7 separate regions of the Mus musculus genome follow, and all the other regions are linked to region 6. A link is a contact called in public HiChIP or PLAC-seq, capture Hi-C and promoter capture Hi-C data. All regions are on one chromosome and are shown on one strand. Each heading gives the region's core, a stretch centred on a gene start, on an enhancer-like site or on the middle of the called end of the contact. The rest is flanking DNA. Distances are from core to core; before and after follow the strand shown.

The links. Promoter capture Hi-C pulls out the DNA fragments that hold promoters and counts their contacts. HiChIP or PLAC-seq counts read pairs in DNA pulled down with a chosen protein or histone mark. Capture Hi-C pulls out chosen DNA fragments and counts their contacts.
Region 1: a FOXA1 HiChIP or PLAC-seq map of pancreatic cancer cells shows a contact between it and region 6. The contact joins the promoter of Zfyve1 here to the promoter of Lin52 in region 6. A contact is called at or near these places in 1 of 39 promoter capture datasets (neutrophils), 1 of 484 Hi-C or Micro-C datasets (CD4 T cells) and 2 of 115 datasets of contacts at active chromatin or transcription factors (astrocytes and pancreatic cancer cells).
Region 2: an H3K4me3 HiChIP or PLAC-seq map of bone marrow-derived macrophages shows a contact between it and region 6, with 2.5 times the contacts expected there. The contact joins the promoter of Acyp1 here to the promoter of Lin52 in region 6. A contact is called at or near these places in 2 of 39 promoter capture datasets (both in liver) and 1 of 115 datasets of contacts at active chromatin or transcription factors (bone marrow-derived macrophages).
Region 3: a promoter capture Hi-C map of liver shows a contact between it and region 6, with 4 times the contacts expected there. The contact joins the promoter of Nek9 here to the promoter of Lin52 in region 6. A contact is called at or near these places in 4 of 39 promoter capture datasets (hippocampal neurons, liver and pre-B cells).
Region 4: a promoter capture Hi-C map of neural stem cells shows a contact between it and region 6. The contact joins the promoter of Ylpm1 here to the promoter of Lin52 in region 6. A contact is called at or near these places in 8 of 39 promoter capture datasets (the C10 cell line, cranial neural crest, hematopoietic stem and progenitor cells and 4 more), 3 of 115 datasets of contacts at active chromatin or transcription factors (Th17 cells, astrocytes and pancreatic cancer cells) and 1 of 9 other capture datasets (liver).
Region 5: a contact with region 6 is called in an H3K4me3 HiChIP or PLAC-seq map of bone marrow-derived macrophages, with 8 times the contacts expected there. The contact joins the promoter of Eif2b2 here to the promoter of Lin52 in region 6. A contact is called at or near these places in 2 of 39 promoter capture datasets (both in liver) and 2 of 115 datasets of contacts at active chromatin or transcription factors (bone marrow-derived macrophages and memory CD8 T cells).
Region 7: a capture Hi-C map of macrophages shows a contact between it and region 6, with 2.4 times the contacts expected there. The contact joins the promoter of Dlst here to the promoter of Lin52 in region 6. A contact is called at or near these places in 4 of 39 promoter capture datasets (fetal liver, liver and pre-B cells), 1 of 115 datasets of contacts at active chromatin or transcription factors (bone marrow-derived macrophages) and 2 of 9 other capture datasets (adipose tissue and macrophages).

What each region holds. Positions count from the first base shown.
Region 1 is chr12:83,595,867-83,598,573 of GRCm38.p6, forward strand. Zfyve1 (zinc finger, FYVE domain containing 1) reads right to left here and starts at 1,356. Exons shown (of 12, transcript NM_183154.4): 1 at 1,131-1,356.
Region 2 is chr12:85,279,082-85,281,884 of GRCm38.p6, forward strand. Acyp1 (acylphosphatase 1, erythrocyte (common) type) reads right to left here and starts at 1,354. Exons shown (of 3, transcript NM_025421.3): 1 at 1,229-1,354; 2 at 910-1,001. The coding sequence starts at 993. It also overlaps a transcript of Zc2hc1c not described here.
Region 3 is chr12:85,337,950-85,340,649 of GRCm38.p6, forward strand. It overlaps Nek9 (NIMA (never in mitosis gene a)-related expressed kinase 9), which reads right to left and starts at 1,413. Exons shown (of 22, transcript NM_145138.2): 1 at 1,054-1,413. The coding sequence starts at 1,272. Tmed10 (transmembrane p24 trafficking protein 10) reads right to left here. Exons shown (of 5, transcript NM_026775.4): 5 at 2,665-2,700.
Region 4 is chr12:84,994,796-84,997,576 of GRCm38.p6, forward strand. It overlaps Ylpm1 (YLP motif containing 1), which reads left to right and starts at 1,526. Exons shown (of 21, transcript NM_178363.4): 1 at 1,526-2,561. The coding sequence starts at 1,695.
Region 5 is chr12:85,218,099-85,220,816 of GRCm38.p6, forward strand. It overlaps Eif2b2 (eukaryotic translation initiation factor 2B, subunit 2 beta), which reads left to right and starts at 1,383. Exons shown (of 8, transcript NM_145445.4): 1 at 1,383-1,626; 2 at 1,724-1,844; 3 at 1,999-2,147. The coding sequence starts at 1,464.
Region 6 is chr12:84,450,214-84,452,913 of GRCm38.p6, forward strand. It overlaps Lin52 (lin-52 homolog (C. elegans)), which reads left to right and starts at 1,295. Exons shown (of 6, transcript NM_173756.4): 1 at 1,295-1,330. The coding sequence starts at 1,300. It overlaps Aldh6a1 (aldehyde dehydrogenase family 6, subfamily A1), which reads right to left and starts at 811. Exons shown (of 12, transcript NM_134042.3): 1 at 676-811. The coding sequence starts at 726.
Region 7 is chr12:85,109,360-85,112,114 of GRCm38.p6, forward strand. It overlaps Dlst (dihydrolipoamide S-succinyltransferase (E2 component of 2-oxo-glutarate complex)), which reads left to right and starts at 1,474. Exons shown (of 15, transcript NM_030225.4): 1 at 1,474-1,600; 2 at 2,139-2,172. The coding sequence starts at 1,538. It also overlaps a transcript of Prox2 not described here.

The sequences.
Region 1 (2,707 bases), core at 106-2,605, 850 kb before region 6:
CTGGTTTGTTGGTAAAATGCTCTTCTCATTTCATTAAGCTCTGATTCAAAATCACTAAACAGACAGCTTTTAGGAGGCTAAGCCCTCTGCACCTGCTCCTTATATATGAGAAATGGAAAAGGAGGTCTGTAAAAAGCTAAGAAAAATATTGTAACAATAAATTCACACCACCCTCAAAGACCTCTACAAACCCAATTATCCTTATAAAATGGACTCTCTCAGCTCTAGTCGAGCAAAGGTCTAGTAAGGACTCTAAAATTGACAACAATAGTCCCAACTTCATTTTCAAAAACAGTAAGACAACTACTGAGCTTCCTCCTGTGCCTCCTCTCTACAGAGGAAGAGAACCGGCAGCAACAGGAGGCAGAATTCCAGCACTTAGGCGCACAGTAGAGCCAGGCCCTACAGTGAGTCAAAACAACTCATTTTCTCTTGTCACTCAAACACTTAAAACAAAACAAACCAAGTCAAAAACTTGGGAAGACAGGAAAGGGGGTTTTGGGTCACTAACGTAACTACACTCCTAATTCTCCCTACCTTTGCCTCCTATTCCAAGAGCACAACCAAGTGTAAAGTCCTCCTTTCAGATATTCACTCCTCCCTTTCAGTAGCCAATCTATCCATCTGATCTTCAGATAAACAAGGCAAGGGAGTAACCAGGGGACCTTATTTTCACCTTAACCTCAGACGTGTCCAGTCAGCTCCCAAAAGGGAAACAAAAATCAAAACTTGTCACTACTAAGAAAAACAGAAAACCAACCTTCAAAAGAACAGCTGACCCTCACCACCACCAGGCCAAGCAAACAATATGCCACTCGGAGCAAACCCCCCCCCCCCAAACCTCGACGCCTCTCTCCAATCCAGGGTCCCTCACCCACCTTGCTCCCGGACACCACCACCACAACCCAAGGGGTGGCAGCGGAGACGAAGAACAAAGAAGGCCCCCCAAATTTCACACAAACCCGCACATCCCGGAGCCGAATCCATTGTTTATGCCACCCCACCCCCACTCGAGCCGCACCCGTCCCCCCTTCCTCCTAGGAGCGACTGGAGGGAGCCCCGGGACCAGCACTCGCCCGGGGCTGGGCCAAGGCGCCCCCGCCCTCTCCGCCGCGGCCCACAGAGCCCACCCGGAGCAGTTCGGCCAAGGCAAGGCGGTGTGGGGGACGCGGATTGCCGACAGGACCCGGGCTGCTCTAGGGCCCCGGCGGATCCATCCTCAGCTCCATCTCCGCCCCCTCCTCCTCTGCTGCCTCCCAGGCTTCCTCCTCTCTTGTTGTCAGTTGGAATCAGCTGATCAGAGTGAACTTCTCCCAGCTCAGACCAACAGGAAGGCATGAACAGCGCAGCCCAGCTAGGGAGGAGCGGCCAGGGGCGGAGCGCGACGACGGGGAGCGGGAAGGGCGCTTGCGGCCTTTTGGGAGTTGTAGTTTTGGGGGGATTGTCGTTCTGCCCTACAGCCCTGAAATACAAGCTCCACATGACTACAATTCCCGATGGAAGCATCGTCGTTGCGAATAGGCGGGACAGACAAGCCTGAAAGCATTTCGGGACTTAGAGTCTCGGCCGGGGCTGAGGTTTTTGCAGGTTGCAGCGACTAGTTTAGGGCAGTGGCCCGGGAAGGAGTATTGTAAATTAAACAAAAGATATGATGTTCTATATAACCAGGAAATGGCACGGCACATTATTATTGTACATCTTTCCTTCAGAAATGCTCAAAGTGGAAAAATACCAGTAAACATTGAGAGGATATTACTATGCTTGAGGCTGTTTTGTTTTCCCTTCAAAGTTAATCAACTGTTAATTTTGTTCCAGCCTTATTCCTTTTCTGCCTTTTTCCATACATAGACATCATAACTTCTAATTTTTATATTGTGCAGAATAGTTACAGTACACACTCCAATAAAATTTAAGATAACAGTGTCTGTAATACTATTGTCTGATTTTTTTAATAATAGCTTTATATTTGTTTAGTACTTTCACTTTTTTCTCATTTATTTCTTGAGACAATATTGAGAGAAAATACAATGCATGGAAAAGATACTGGTCTGTAATGCCTAGGAAAACTAACTACATAGGTTGGTAGGGTAAATCACTCAGTCCTTCCATAAAATAAAGGAATTTTGCTGTGTAATTTCTGATGGCTCTGCCAATCTTAACATATGATTTTTATCTTGATAATGGTTAACCTGAGAGAGAAAACTAAGGTTAGGTTACTTGCCAAGGTACACAGCAAATTATTGACAACACTGGATAAGACCTCATCTTCTGATTCAAGAGGACACTCATAGATCTCAGGACATAATTAGATCAATAGTTAAGCCAAATCTACAAAATAGTGAATGAGCTATGTATACGGATTATATTGCTGAAAATTAACTCTTCATGACACAGAGCCAACAGCGGCAAACCTGGATGAACTTTTTATTTTTTTACCTGTACCACATCACCAACCAGGATAATAAGAACTAAGCCATCTACAATCACATTAAAAAGTGTTTACCAGAAATAAGATGGTGTATGGAGAAGAAGGGATTTTATAAAAGTTAAGCTAACAAGTTTTAAATAAGCCTGAGGTTGGTTGGCATGACAAAGGTTTTATCCCTAAGACTGCCTCTGTGGCTGTGTGTAGCTTTGCCAGATTATTTCATAACCTTGCTTATAAAGTAAATATATTGGTCTATGTGTGTCCCTCAAAAGAGATTGG
Region 2 (2,803 bases), core at 104-2,603, 830 kb after region 6:
TCCTGGCCACCAGGGGCTGGTGAAGGGGAAGACAGGAGCTGGTGGGTAGAGCTTCAGCCTTTTGAGATAAAGAAGGAAGTGTATGTGTGAGGGGTTGGTTCTTCAACTGTTCCTTGGTGATAAGACAAGGATGTATGAACGTACTTAAGGTTGCTGAATTGTGTGTTTTCAAATGGTTAAAATAGTAAGGTTTTCAGTACATATATTCTACCGTGATTTAACAAAAACGTGCTACTCCAGATAATTTGGAATATTATCTTCCAAATGGAATTATAGCTAATAACAGTTCTCTTTCTGTTACTTATTTGTACTTTAGTTCTATGGTGACTGAAGAACATGACTTGTATGACTTGAGGTGTTTTAAATACTTTATACCTGAACTAAAACAATGAAACTCCTCAAGGAGGTACACTCTGTCACATCCATCAGGATGGCCATAGTGAGCAGAAAGGCAACTCTGCTGAAGGGAAATTGAGATTGCCCTTGTGCACTGGAGAGATTAGTGATGGGGAAACAGGGGTAGAGGATGCCAAGTTTGCTGTTAGCTGGTACAGTGCAGCTTGCTTAGCATGCCAATGTCCCTGAGTCCCATGATGGGAAGAAAAACAAAACAAAACAAAACAAAACAAAACTGAGGTGTTGAGAGGAAGTTGGAGGAATAAACTTGTAGGTATGATGGGCGATTATGTAAGTTACTCTGTGATCGGCCTACCTAATGCCACCTCTCTATCTTGATGGCAGCTTTTTAGAGGCGACTTAGCTTGGTGACAGTACAACAGGGTGCGCTAGCGGTATTCTCCGTCAGGAGAGTGTCCAGGTGCTCCCTTCCCACTCTCCCAGTTCCCATTGGTCAGAACCAGGCCTCCTGTCCATCACTTAGTGATGCGCCCCGACACTTAAGCCACATACCTGAGTGTACTTGCGGAAAAACACCCCTTGAACCTTTCCAAAAATTTCGTAATCCACTGAGACCAAGGTGTCCCCTTCTGCCATGCTCAAACCTGTCAGAGACAGCAAGGTGAGACATCGTCCTAAGAAAGGGCTGCACCCGCCCTCCAATACCATGGGGGCCTCTCCGGAACCTCAGGGTCCCGGAACTGCAAGGAGTAAGTGGATGTAAACGCAAGCCCCTGGTCGGGGAGCCTTCGCCTGCTCATCCCGCTGCCCTTGCAGCCCTGAAGCCGCCATCCATCCTATCCCCATGCGGCCCGAAATCCCCTCCACTGACACTTGGATGATCCGAGCGGCGGAAGCTCGAGTTTCTGGGGCTTCCCCAGGAGCCGCTGAACAGCCCCGAAGACCTTCAGATCAACCGCCCGAGCCGTGTTAACCGCCACTTCCGGAAGTTTAGAGCTCGGCTTCTCCAACGCTGCCCTGCACGCCCATCACCGCGATTTAACCAATCAGAGGTGGCTCCTTGTTCAAGAACCCGCCCAAGGGTGGGGCTTCAGGACAAGTGGGTCACGTTTTGGAGAGATCCTGGGATTAATTTTTTTAAGTGGAGAGTCCGGTTTTGCATACAATGACCAACCTGTACCACACTTCTGCCACTAAGTGTACCCCTCTTGTCATTTCCCCGTGGGTAAAGAAAGTCATAGACAAAACACTTAATATGTCCACTCACCCTACTGGGTGCCTAGGGCTGTTAGCACAGTCAGTGACTAATAGAATCTGGCCTGCCCTTTTTTTTTTTTTTTCCCTTCTTTCAGTTCTCTTCCAATTCTGGGACATGCATAATTTGGACTTGGTAGCAAAAGACAATAAATGCACACGACATCACGGTGAAGTCATTCTATCTGGGGTTTTGGAAGCTGCTATCCAGAGTCTACCTTAGGTAAAAAAAAAAAAAAAAAAAAAAAAAAAAAAAAAAAATTGATAAATAAATAATAAAGCACAGGCAAGTTATTCATGGCTCAGGAATCTCAATAGAATCAATAAATCTGAGCAAAATAACCAAATTGCATGCATTTGCTTTTAGAGAAAGAGAATTACTAAGGTGTTTTTAGATGAGGACTGCTAAAATGAGATTTGATTTGTATGCATTGGAATTCAGCTACCCTTAGGATCGAGAATGTGTATGAAGCAAATTGTGTGTGGAGTTTATTGTCCCTTCTTCGACTGCTTGTCTGTATCATATCATTTCCTAACACCGGGCCCCATGTGGTAATATGTCAGGCTGGCAGACTTGGCAAGGTGAGATAGTTAGCAGTGGTAGCTATGGAAATCTATCATTACACCAGTTCCCCCTGTAACAAAGTCAGAAAGCCTCCCTGCTGGGAGGAGGAGGAGCAGTACTGAATGGTGTCCTTGGCGATATTTGAAAACAACACTAAACATTGTGTTTGACTGATGCAATTTCTCTAAAATTCAATTAAAGTGAGTTTCTCTATAGATTCCAGACCCACTGAGTAGTGTAATGGATGGAACACCATATGGTGTACAAGACGGATGATATAATCGTTGCCCTCAAAGATTTCTTTATCGTAGCTGTGCATGCACAGAACGGACAAGATCATGTGCAACGTGGTAATTCATTTCACTCACTCTGAGAGCTCACCACGAACCAGCCCAACATTATAACAGAAACAGAACGTGTTAGGGAGAAGCAGAGAGATTAATTCTGATGGGAAGGGCTGAGAAAGAGCTTGTGGAGGAGACAGTATCCTTCCAAAGTTCCAGAATCCAACCAGAATGTGATGGATTTAGTTTCAGGCAGCCAGTCCAAAGTCCACTCCTAAGAATACTTTGACTCTCCAATTTTGGGTGATGATACGGTAGCACCAATAGGCAAGGAGGCAAAAGT
Region 3 (2,700 bases), core at 163-2,662, 890 kb after region 6:
CAAAGATATTTTCTTGCAACTACTTTTCTTCCATCTTTCATAGATATATGCTGGACGCTGGAGGTATGGCTCAGTAGTGGAATGCCTTCTGAGCACTGGCAAAGCCCGTTTTATCCCCAGCACAAAAAGTTCTGGCTGGGAGCAGACACTAGAATTGCAAGTGCATGAATCACCTTTTGCAACCTCAGCAAGTTCTCATTAAATGTTTACCCTAAAGCTAGAGTTTTAAGGCTGTGGTGATTAGACTCAAGTTATGGTTAACTTTTGGAGGTAGACTCACTACAGGGTTTTAAATCAGTACACATTCTTAATTTTGGATTCAGTAACTCATGGGTCTCTCCATTGTGACCTTATGCAAGAAGGTGGGAAAAATGACTTAGCTTCCTTGGGTTCTCAAAGAAAGGGGTCCTTGTTTCTCCAGACTCAACTCCACCAATAAAGTATTTGTCTTATACAATCACTGAAGGAAAAGCAAGAAAACAAACAAACAAACAATGATCTTTCTGGTGATCAAGGAAATCCTCCGAGTGATCATTTATGAAAAAAACAAAAACAAAAACAAGAAAACAAAGCCTACAGGGCTAGCAGTGTGTTGTAGCTGCCAGTGTGGCTATTTGGAAGTACACACCAACTCCCCATCCCGCCCTTCAACAGCTATACGAAAGGAAGTAAGCTTTTACAGACTGTTCCCAAAGAGCAAGTAAGCTTTTTATATTGTTCCCAATGTGCAAAGCACCTTCGTTTGGACCTCAAAATAACCTTTAAAAAAGTAAAGGTTTTTTTTTTGGGGGGGGGGGCGAGGTTGTTATCGCTAAGTCCAATTAACAAATGGGAAAACTAAAATGCAAAAGACCGCTCAATGACTCGCTCAGTGACAGCGGTGATTAAACCAATGTCCTACAGCAGGGGAAGCGAAAGCACGGTGGGGTTCCCGAGACCTAAACCCCAAGGGACGCCTGACCATAGAGGGCCAGGGGCAAGCAGCACTGGAAAGCGGGGCCGGGAAGGAGGGCGCGGGGAGGCCCGGCAGCGGCCGGAGCCGAGGGCCGCTACCTCGGTGCGGCGGTACAGCGTGGCCTCCCCAAAGGCACCGCGGCCCAGAACGCGGATGGGGATGTAGTGCAGCTCCTCCTGCTCCGCCGCCCCGCCGCCGGCTCGCGGCCCTGGGACAGCGCTGGGGCCCGGGCCCGAGTCCCCGCCACCCCCGGACTCGCTTCCGAAGTCCGAGTTGATGGAATCGCAGTGTCGCTCGTACTCGCCCAGCACCGACATGGCGGCGGAGGCCGCAGCTCGCCGGGAGCCGCCCGCGTATCCACGGCGGGCAGGGCCGGCCGCTTAGCGCCTCAATGGCCTCAGACGCCAGGCAGCGGCTTAGGTGGCCCCGCGGCCCAGGGAGCTTCCATGGTGGCTCCTGCCCCCTGACCCGGAAGCGGTTCTTAGTGTTTCCGGCTCGCCGAGGTTTTCCCTCCGCCTTTCGCGTGCCCACTTGTTGCAGATGCGTCCCGCACACCTTGGGCGTCGCTGGCCTTCACACCCGCGAGTGTCGTGGAAGCGGAAGAGTGACCACACGGCGGGTTTGCAGACCGCTTCCCTACAACCCCCTACCAGCTTTCCAGACTGCGTCACATTTTGGAGGTGGTCCAGGCTAATCCTGGCGACACGTTTGTCCCAGGAGCTGTGACTGTGTTAGCTGTCACTTGGCTTGTTGGGCAGGGCTCCTTTTTTTTTTTTTTTTTTTTTTTTTTTTTGTAGCGATAGTGTAGCAAAGATAATGGAGCAAGCTAAAACATTAGACTTCTGACAACTTTAACAATTCCTTCTTCCTTCCTCCTCCTCCTCCTCTCCTCCTCCTCCTCCTCTTCCTCCTCCTCCTCCTCTTCCTCCTCCTCCTTTTCCTCCTTTTCCTCCTTTTCCTTCTTCATTAAGTCTATAAAGTTGCAGGACTATGACCACCACAGGGTTGCCTAAGTTGGGACAATGCTAAAGGGTTTTGTTTTTCTTTTCTTTTCTTTTTTTTTTTTTTTTTAATGATATTATGGCCCCAGATCCTCAGAGCGCCATGAAAACAATGTTTATGTGTCTGTTGGGGGTGGGGTGGGGATTGTTTTAGGTGATACAGCTAGTTAGGAGGAACTTGAGAGGCAAACCCTGCAGTCTGGCCCCAGAATTAGGAAAGGGCAGGGCGTGATGAAACTAAGGTTATGGGACTGGCGCCATTACACTTGTTGGGCAGAAGCAGGAAGTACACTTTGTATGTTGTACAGTTTGGTGTTTCCTGTGGACAGTGGGAAACTAAAGCAAAGGAGTAGGTGATTAGGGCTCTGTTTTGTGTGTGTGTGTGTGTGTGTGTGTGTGTGTGTGTGTGTGTGTGTGTGCCGATTGAATTCAAGTTGCCTGATTTGCATGGCAAAACCTTTATCCACAGAGCCATCTTACTGGCTCTCAAAGCTCTAGCCTTCTGAGGAAATCTGCTCAAGATTTCTTTCATTAGCATAATGATTAAAACATCCTTTTGCTTAAGTGCCCTGCAGTAAATCAGTGACTTTTTTTTTCTTTAATTTATCTGTTTTCACTCCCTGTGCTTTAAAAAACAACAATTATAGAGGAATCCTTGCTCACCCAGACAAAGGGGCACTAAAGATTAACAGACAAATACACCTCAAATGGTTTCTGCTAGCTTTTATTTGTGAAAGTTTACAC
Region 4 (2,781 bases), core at 276-2,775, 540 kb after region 6:
CAGTATTCTGCTAGCAGCCTTCAGATGAAGATGTTGAACTCTCAGCTCTTCCTGTACCATACCTGCCTGGATGTTAGCCTCTGAACCTGTAACCCAGCCCCAGTTAAATGTTTTTTTATAAGAGTTGCCTTGGTCATGGTGTCTGTTCACAGCAGAAAAACCCTAACTAATACAACTTATGACATGCAATTTTATGTATTTCTATGCTGCTTCAATAAGACACTGAAAGAAGGAATCCCTAGCCCCGCATCTACTACTCATAGTTACCCAAGACAGGTAATGATCTGGTTGCTAGGAAAAAAGAGCAAGGTCACATCTTCAAATTGACATGCTGATACAGTTAAGAGTCTTCAAATTAAGCATGGTTTTTCTCTCCCCTTCCTTCCTTCTTTCCTTCCTTCTGTCCTTCCTTTCCCAGAATTCAGTGTACTACTTCTGATGTTCAGTAATCACCCAAACCAATGGAAGTCTTTAATATTTTGCTGCTAGGGTTCAGGAAATCAGCTTTTAAGTTACCCTTCTCTGACTTTTCTTAGGTTTTTTTTTTTTTTTTTTTTTTTTTTTTTTTTTGGGTTTTCGAGACAGGGTTTCTCTGTATAGCACTGGCTGTCCTGGAACTCACTTTGTAGGCCAGGCTAGCCTCGAAATCAGAAATCTGCCTGCCTCTGCCTCCCGAGTGCGGGATTAAAGGCGTTCACCACCATGCCCGGCTGACTTTTCTTAGGTTTAAGGATTCTCCAACAGGGACATCGTCCGAGTTAAAACCTGGGTTTGATGGTACTTGGAAGGCAGAGGCAGGAAGATCTCTGTGAGTTCAAGGCCAGCCTGGTCACAAAGCGAGTTCCAGGACAGCCAGGGGGTTCATACAGAAAAACCCTGTCTTGAAAAAGCAAAAAAATTTTAAGGGTGGTGGGGTGGGTGGTGGGTGGGGAGGAAACCAATCTAAACAATTCAATTCCTTTTACAGTACCTGTAGGAAAGAATCAGGGCCATTTTCACTTTCCTTCTCCAGAATCCATTTTTCATTCTTCCTATCATTGTCCCCTGTCAGGCTGTGGGTTGACTGAGTTAAATCAGTTTAACTTGGAAGAACTGTCATTTTTACAAAGCTCCCTCTTTTTTACTTAGGACTATGGTAAGCCTCTTCGTGAGTTCAAGTTTAATTTTTATTCTCAGGTAGGATTCTGCAGTTTTCTTCATATAATGTCTAGATTTTTCTTAGTAGAGTTATTACTTGTTTTATGTTCTTGTTGCTACTGTGAATGGAATCTTTCCTCCCCCCTCCCCACCCCCCCATTCAAAACTAAACCCATAGGGCGTTAGGATCTCTATCACTCCTTTCGGCTGTGAGACTCTATGGTTTTCTTGGTTCTATGACAACATTCTATTACCGCCTACATTTTCCGAACCCGAAGGAAGGCGGCAACAGCGAGTACCTGCGCCAAGGTTCCCTCTATCTGGCCTTTGTTCTCCGCTCGATGGTACTGCGCATGCGTAGTTGCCTCAGCACGGTCCCCGCCTTCCCGACCGCGGGCCCAGCTCCGTAGCGCCGGCGCACTGGCGCGCTCCGTTCACACGCTCCGCGGCCTGTAAGGCACCGCGAGTTCCGGCTGTCGCCGTCACCGCCGCGGCTCCTGGAGGTCGGTTGCGACGAGTAACGGCGCCGGGACGAGCCCCGCGCCTTCGTTTCCTATATGTATCCGAATTGGGGCCGGTATGGCGGGAGCAGCCACTATCCGCCGCCGCCGGTGCCGCCGCCGCCGCCACCGGTGGCGCTTCCCGAGGCCTCGCCGGGGCCCGGGTACTCCAGTTCGACGGCTCCCGCGGCCCCTTCCTCTTCAGGCTTCATGAGCTTCCGAGAGCAACACTTGGCGCAGCTCCAGCAGCTGCAGCAGATGCACCAGAAGCAAATGCAGTGCGTGCTCCAACCCCACCATCTTCCTCCGCCCCCGCTGCCACCCCCGCCGGTGATGCCCGGGGGCGGCTACGGAGACTGGCAGCCGCCTCCGCCACCGATGCCCCCGCCACCTGGACCAGCCCTCAGTTATCAGAAGCAGCAGCAGTACAAACACCAGATGATCCACCACCAACGAGATGGGCCTCCGGGTTTGGTTCCAATGGAGCTGGAGTCCCCTCCTGAATCTCCCCCTGTACCTCCAGGATCCTACATGCCCCCATCCCAGTCGTACATGCCTCCACCTCAGCCACCACCCTCGTACTATCCCCCTTCCTCCGCTCAGCCCTACCTGCCTCCTGCTCAGCCATCCCCTTCACAGTCTCCACCTTCCCAGTCCTATCTGGCGCCCACTCCTTCTTATTCTTCCTCGTCCTCCTCACAATCATATTTGAGCCATTCCCAGCCCTACTTACCCCCTTCTCAGGCCTCTCCTTCCCGCTCCTCCCAGGGCCCTTCTAAACCCCAGCTACCACCACCACCGTCCATCCCTTCTGGGAATAAAACAGCTATCCAGCAAGAGCCTTTGGAGAGTGGGGCCAAGAACAAGACTGCTGAACAGAAGCAAGCTGCTCCTGAACCAGATCCCTCTACAATGACTCCACAGGTAAGCACTGTGTCACATCTTTCATTTAGGCTTTACGTGAGCAGGTCTTGGGCTTTAACCAGCTAATGCCTATCGTAATTCCAACAGCCAACGACTAGCCCATTCATACTCCAAAGATCCCCTAAGAGTCAGCCCTGAAAGCCAGGTTTTAAATTGACCATAGATTACCAAAAGAAGAGTAAAGATAAGACTAGGCACTTGAAGTTGTAGTAGGTTGGCA
Region 5 (2,718 bases), core at 133-2,632, 770 kb after region 6:
TGGCTGTAGCACTTGGGAGAGCTGGCCCTGCACGTTGCCTGGGCAACACAGTAGAGTCGGCCCTGAAAGCAAAGATACAGGTGAGCCAGACCCCAGCAAATTAAACAATATGCTATTTAGAGATTGCAAATATTTACTTTTTAATGTACTGCTGCATTCTATTTTTCTAGTAATTTATTAGGTTTTTCTTTTTGTTTTGCTAATGACAGGTACAGTTTTCCTGTACTATCTTTATATGATTTTGATACCGATCTAATCCCTCTGAAGACAATTTATCAGCTGTAAGGAAAGTCTTAAAAGTCTGGAAGATTCACTTTTGAGACATTTATCTTATATTTTTGGTTGTGAGCCTAGCCTTTAATGGCTGAGCCATCTCGCCAGCCCAAGACGTTTATCTTAAATAAATAAGAGATTCTAATTCCGTTTGGGTTCAGGGGACCCAGGATAAGCACAGCCTTTTTACCTCCCTAACTGCTTCAATACCGTGAATCTCTTTCTCAGTTTGTAAAGCCGGGGGAGGAGAACCTACCTCATGTAGCTGTATGACAGTAAGAACTTACAGCACTCAATACCTAGTAAGTGTCGGGTCAATGGAAGGACTTATTACATTGCATGTACTCGCCGGCCTCCAAATTGCAGGACAGCATTCTTGGTGTCCTATTAGCTTCTACTTTGTTTGTTTGTTATTTCGAGACAGGGTTTCTCTGAATAGCCCTGGCTGTCCTGGAACTAACTTCGTAGACCAGTCTGGCCTCAAACTTAGAAATCCACCTGCCTCTGCCTCCCAAGTGCTGGGATCAAAGGCGTGCGCCACCACAGCCCGGCTAGCTTCTACTTTGAATCTCTTTCATTAGTGACATTCCTTAGGGCTTTCGAGGCCGAGGATATAAAAAAGCAAACAACAACGTAAGAGCTAGGAATAGGAATGGTGGTACCACTTGCCTAGCACCTGTGAGATCCTACGTTCAATTCCTTGCACCGAGCGGGGAAAAGAAAGATAAAGTCGGTGGGGAATGGAACCCATTGGAAAAGGTGAACATGTTCAACCCGCGTTGCAGCAGCACTTTTCTGGGCGTCTCGAGCCCTGGACTCGCACTCATGGAGGCGTCTGCCAAGCATCAGGCAGCGATGGAGCCAGGAAGGAGGAAAGCCACTTCTGCTGGTCGCAGGGCGGGAGAGCCGCTCGCTGTTCCCATAGCAACCAGACTGGCCAGCGTCCTCCGGGCCTCCCGGCTCGGCGCGCAGACTCCCAAGGGGACCCTTCCAGCCGTCACTTCCCGGCGGTGCGCCCAGCTCCGCCCTAACACGTTTCTGATTGGCCTCAGCAGAGGGAGGGGCGGGCTTACAACTCCACGAACTCAATTATGTTTCACCGAGCGGAAGTTGACCTCTCTCGGCCCGGAAGTGAAACAGTGCTTTGGCAATTGAGGCTTCTGTAAGTGAGTCCCGGGACGGTGTTGGAAATGCCGGGTGCCGCGGCGAAGGGCTCGGAGTTGTCCGAGAGGATCGAAGGCTTCGTGGAGACTCTGAAGCGAGGTGGCGGGCAGCGCAGCTCGGAGGACATGGCTCGGGAGACCCTGGGGCTGCTGCGCCGGCTTATCACGGACCACCACTGGAACAACGCGGGTGCGGCAACTCATCCTCGTTCTTGTTCTATTCCTGAAGCTGATATTCACTTTCACCGCGCGCCTGCCCCGTTCACTCGGTCTCTCTTGGGTTTCAGGGGACCTTATGGATTTGATCCGCAGAGAGGGCAGGAGGATGACGGCTGCGCAGCCCTCCGAGACCACCGTGGGAAATATGGTGCGGAGAGTCCTCAAGATCATCCGGGAGGAGTATGGCAGGTCAAACTCACAGCTTGGGTGGGCTCCTGGTGGGACCAAGGGGTGCTGGCTTTTGGTTGTTAAACCGTGCCACCTATCAGCTTGAAGCCTCTGTTGTGGCTGAGCTGCTCCCGTTGCCCCAGTGATCACTCTTTGGGTCTTGTTGCCTCCATAGACTGCACGGGCGCAGTGACGAGAGCGATCAGCAGGAGTCCCTGCACAAACTCTTGACATCCGGAGGCCTGAGCGAGGATTTCAGCTTCCATTTTGCCCCACTTAAGGCCAACATCATTGAGGCGATTAATGAGCTGCTGGTGGAACTGGGTAAGAGATCTGATCACTAAGTGGACAAGTTAGGTCGCAGGCAAGTGAAACAGTCCCCTAGAAATTGTGCATTGACAGGGATAGGCGAGATCACCAGTCTTCTGGTTTGAACACCCATTTGGTAGGAGTGGATGGAAAACACCAAGCTTATAGTAACTGCATCTTTCAAGACAGACCTGCTCTTTAACAGTATATTAAGCGAGAGATTTCTTTTAGGGGAAGTTATTTTATTTTATTTTATTTTATAGCAAATGAACTTGCTGGGGATGTAGCTCAGTGGAAGAGTGCCTTACTTGAGGCTCTGGGTTTCATTCCCAGTGCTGCAAAAAACAGAAAACGAGTTCCCCAAAGCCGCATTTGGAAGTTTCTTTTTCACTAAACTTCATCTTGACTTCAAAAAATGTTTACTATTAGTGGTGTGTGTATGTGTGTGTGTGTGTGTGGGTCACAGGGCAACTTTGTAGAATTTGCGCATCCCCCTTTATGTGGGTTCCAGGGATGGAGGGCAGGTTTCCAGGTTTGCCCATCAAGCACATTTACCCACTAAGCCATCATGCCCACCCCTTTGAGG
Region 6 (2,700 bases), core at 45-2,544:
TGAAGCAGTATTAGCAAAACCACATGCCCTTATTTACCTCCAAAAGTTTAACTTCGCTGAGAAAGTTTAACTTGGCCCAGGGCTTGGGAAAAACACTAAAAGCCAGAATGTTTGTGAAAACTAACAAATGGCTGCCTTTTTGATATGAAAACCTAGGGTACATGTCTAGGAGATTCAAAGTTCCTTCTCTGATCTTAGTTCCATGTCCTTAATGAGCTCCCATCCCCTCTTGCCTCACATAGAGGCTGGATGGGGGGAAGGGACGCTCCTGGCAAAGGAAAGTACTCTATGTACAGCGACCAAAAGGAGGAGTTTCTGGGGCACAGAGGTGGCTGGTACAGAGGTGAAAGAGAGACCGTGGGAGGAACCAAAAAAGAGAAAGCAAGCCAGCATGTGACAGCAAGGACTGAGCTGGACTGGAGGTGGGTGGGTCAAAGCTAAAAAAGAAAAGGCTCAGGAGTAAAGGGGAGTGGGGAGCAGGCGTGACCGTCCGGGGCTGAATCTCGGGGCCAGGCGGTACAGAGTGACAGCCCTGACGCACGGGTCTGGTGGAACACAAGGGGCTGCAAAGAAGGGGCTGGGCCAAGAAGTCTGTCCGGCAGAAGCATGGTTTAGAGACGGGGCGGAAAGGACCCATTTCTAACATCATGGTCCCTCGTCGCCACCCTCACTCGCCTGCAGGATCCGGGACCGCATTGCTGCCGCTGCCGCCACTGCCGCCGCCATGGCTCACCGACTCTGCCCAGCTCGCCTGCGTCTCGGCTGCCAGTGCCTCCCTTGAAGCAACACCGTTAAGCCACGCCCAGAACACGACCGAGCCTCTCCATTGGAGGGAAGGGCCACTTCCTATAACCAATCACTTGTCGGAATCTTTGACTCCACCCATCATTCCCACCCCTGGGAATAGGTGATTGGTCAAAGGTGGAAGCGTTCTGGGCTTCTCTCACTTTATCCTATTTTTGTTGGCGGAAATATGGAGACGCCCCCTCGACTTGGTACTGCATAGTAAGCACACAGGGAAGACGCCCCCTAACCGGGAACTCCGATTGGCTGTAGGTAGGCTCTCTAAGGTCCCGCCCCCTTGCTAAGGAAAGTAAATAAGGTCCTTGAAGAATTTTGCCTGCGTTCCACTTTAACCACTCCGTGGGTGGGGCTGCTGTCTGGGGTGGGACTAGGCAAATGTTACCCTATGAAGTAGGGAAACGAGACCGGGCTGTGAGCTAAGGATAGGTTATCCCTGCTAGGGGCGTGGCTTGCGGATCCTCGCTTTCCCGCCGACGGTTGGTTACGTCACGTGACATGGGCTGGAAGATGGCGTCTCCCACAGACGGTAAGAGCCGGCTTGGAGATTGTTGGCCTGTAGTATCATTATTTGCTTCTCTGGGAACTTCCTCTGTCCTCACCCTTACTCTTTTTTTCTTGCGCCCCTCTCCTTTCTCTCCCACTTTTCTCCTTTGGGGTATGCCGGCTTTTCAGCTAGCAGGTGCCTAGTACCAGGTCTCCTTGCTGTGTACTAGGAAGGAGTCCATCAACCGGAGTCCCTATGGGGGGAAAAAGGACAGAGGTCGCTCCGGCCCATCGGTGATGCTGAGGGTTCAAAAGGAGCTGCTGAGGGGAAAGGGAACTTTCTTTTTGAACAGGCCCATTGGAGTGTTGGTTCTGTTCTCATCTCAGTAGAGCTGGTACGTATGAGTCTCTCAAGCTCTATGGCTGTGAAGTGTGAGTGGTGACTGACATGAGGTCTAGGGTTCATTCCTCTACCGAGCCGGCAGAGAGAGAAGCTTGTCTCCTCAGTTCAGGTCCGTTGCCTTGGCAGCAGGAGGTGCGGGGACCTGGTTTCCTTGCCCTGAGTCCCGAGGGAGTGAAAATTCGGCTTGTTAATGTCGCTTCTCACGCTTCTCAACTCTTCCTTAACTCGTCACCCCTCTACTTTATGTGTTGTTTCCGTAGGCTGAGGGCAGGAGCAATTCTGCTTATTCTGTCTTCTAAGACGCAAGTCATCTCAGTAGACATATAGGTGTTCTTGATATACCCGTATGCTTTTGCTCGCGGTTTTGCTTTAATATTTGGAATTGCTCTTCTGTCATTATTCAGCATCTCAGTTTATATAGTTATTCTGTTAACTTTGCACTTTGCCCGGGCCACACCCAACTATAAATTCCAATTCTGTCTTATTTCATTAATTTAGTCCTAGGGTTTTTTTTTGGGGGGGGGTTGTTTGTTTATTTTTACTATTTATTTATTTATTTTGGTTTTTCGAGACAGGGTTTCTCTGTATAGCCCTGGCTGTCCTGGAACTCACTCTGTAGACCAGGCTGGCCTCGAACTCAGAAATCCGCCTGCCTCTGCCTCCCGAGTGCTGGGATTAAAGGCGTGCACTACCACTGCCCGGCTAATCCTAGGTTTTAGAATAATGCCTGTAAAGGATTTGGCTTTAAGTTAACGTTTATCCAAAAGTAAAACTGGCCTTGGTGTGTGACCTCTAATTCTAGCTTGGGAGATTGAGGCAGGAGGTTTGTTGCTTCAGGCTTGCCTAGGCTGTAGAGGGAATTGTAGGCAAATCGTGTCTAAAATAAAAAGTTGGTTTAGTTTGTTGGTTGTTTTGTTTTTGTTTTTGTTTTTCCTGAGACAAGGTTTCTTGTATAGTCCTGGCTGTCCTGAAACTTGCTCTATAGACAAGGCTGGCTTTGAACTCAGAGC
Region 7 (2,755 bases), core at 224-2,723, 660 kb after region 6:
GCGGACGCAAACATGGGGAATGAAATAGTGCATTGGGTGGGGTCGGGAGTGAGGTGGGGATCGGGGCAGATGGTCAGCAGCGAATTATGGCTCAGTATCTGTGAAAATGAGAGCTCAGAAGCCACGAGCCGGATAATTAGGTGCTTGGGCTAGCTGAGGAGTTTGGGCTGTATAGACAGGCAGGCAGTAGCAACTGGAAGAATTTAAGCAGGGGAGTGGCAGGATTAACTCTACACTAACAAAGGATCTTTGACAGAGGTGTGAAGGCGGAGTGGAGAGAGTGAAAGTGGAGTCTTAGACCTGCTACAAGGAAGCTTTGAAGGAAACAGATGAAGGGCATTACAGGCTCAATAGTGAGGGCAGCTGGGACAGATGATGTCTCTCTTTCTAATCAGGGCTTCTGCCCAAGGCTCAGAGATTCCAATGCCATTGGATCCAGGGTTTGGTGAGCAGAGGCTTTGTGAAGGTTTTGAAAATTAGGCAAAATAACTCAAAAAAAAAAAATCAAAGGCACTACGTGGTTCATTTATTCATTCAGACATTAATTTGATATTTATTCAGCTGAGCTCATGGAATACTATTTCTGTTAGGAAGCCAGGGTTAAAGGCCTAGGGATTTAAGAGCGAGCAAGTAAGCAGGGTAAGGGTGGCAAGCGCTTTCAATGTAAGGCAATGGGCAGAATGGTATACACAAAGCTGCGGGGGGAGGGGGCGCAGGAAGCCTACAAGCGTTTCTACAACCTCTGCCAATGGGGCATGACATTGAACAAAAGTGTAACCCCCATAAGATTAGTATGTCACATTCCCAGAGTTGGGTAGCAAATAACTTCCAGAGTTCACAAGCTGGGTGGAGCACAGTTAGCTTGGCTGGAGAGTTTGCTCAGGGGCGGGAGAAGATCAGGAGCTAAAGCACAGTGGGGCTAGTTGGTGAAGTCTTACAGGTCCTTTAATACAGTTCCTCTTGTAGTGATCCCGGGCCATAAGATTATTTTGTTGCTACTTCATAACTGTAAATTTGCTACTGTTGTGAGTTGTAATGTAATTATCCGGTATGCTAGATATCTGATATGTGATCCCACTGAAAGGGTCGTTGGACCCTCCAAAGGATCGCGACCCACCTGCCCAAGTCCACATAAGCCTAATCACCGGCCTGAGATCTAAGTTCCTAGCCATTTCCCTCTCTTCCTAGAATGCAGAGGCAGAAAGGCTAGGTTTGGGGGCAGCAGAAAACGGCGCCAAACAGAACCAGCTCTGAGGAAAGGCAGGGAAGGCTTGAACCCGGGGGCGCTCCGGTGGCCGGATGGTTGTCCTCGAAGAATACTAACCCAAGTTGGCCTTCTCTTGACAGCGCCACAGATGCCCCGCGCTGGGACCGCTAAGGATGCGAGCCCGGCTCACACCGCCCGGCACCCAGCACGGTTAGTGGTTCGCTCCGAACACCCCTCGCCGCTTGGCTGGTGCCGCGGCCGGTCTCACTTCCGGTTGCTGCCGGGCCCTGTATCCGGTGTCCGCCCGCCCTCCATCCCGCTGCCTCCGCGATGCTGTCCCGGTCACGCTGCGTGTCCCGGGCGTTCAGCCGCTCGCTTTCTGCCTTCCAGAAGGTACTGTCTGGCGGGGCCCGGGCTCCGATGGGTGCCGAACATGGCTGTGGGCGGACGGGCAGGCCGAAGGGCAGGGACGCTGTGTGCTGGCCAGGCCGGCCACCAAGGGCACCGGGACGCGGTGGCTGCCGACGCCCGCGGAGCCGCCCAGCCGCGTGTACGGAGCCCCGGAGCCCCTGTCCTCTCCCAGGCAGCCCGCGCCGGCCGTTTTCCCGCTGTCCCGAACCCTTTGCTCCGGGGCTGGGAGCCGCGCCCGCAGCGACATTGACTTAGAGTTAAGAGAGGAGGCACGGCCCCCAACCGTATTCCGCGGCCTGTCTCTTCGCGGTCTCCAAACTAGCGCCTGGCAGGCTCAGGGGAGGATGACAGAGTTTGGCCGACTCGGTGTTTTGCGTCTACTTTCGGAGTTAAGAGCACGATAAACGTGTCATTACCTGTCAGCAGCACGATAAACGTGCCCTTAAAAAAAATGTTTGTTTGTTTTTTTCCCCCCTCTTTTCATTTTGGGTGACGTCGATAATGTCTTCTTTCTCAACAGGGGAACTGCCCTCTAGGGAGACGTTCCCTGCCTGGTAAGTTCTGCCCTTGCGGTCACCTAAAATGCACTTCTCGTGGGCAGAGCAGCATGGGAGGAAATCTGATGTTTCTTCTCATGGTATTTAAAGACAATGAATTCAGAGAGATGCGAAGCAAAAGACTCCCTTAAGTATAACTGCTGTCATGTACTCACCCGGCGCATCCTTACTGGGTTTTGTTCAGCTTTTTGTGGTGCTGAGGATAGAAGCTAGGGCATGGGAGGCAAGCACTTAACCACTGAGCAACACCAGCGGCCCACGGTTACTGAATTTACACTGTCAGGGCACTGTGCTAGATGCTCGTTAGAAATACAACAATGCAAAAAGTCTTGTCCTCCAGGAGCCTGAGGCGTAAGGGAAAGGCATGGTGTAAATTGCTGATCATCAATCATCTAAGTGTTTGGAAACATGGACAGAACAGGTTTAAATAGGTGACATTAAAGTTGTGGCTTGCAGGATGTGACAGTCAGTGAAGAGAAGAAGAAGAGAGAGAAAGAAAGGGGTAGAATGCATGAAGTCAGTGAAGAAGGAAACAGGTGTGGCATTCTTTTGGAATTGGAAACAAAGTGACTGGTCAGAA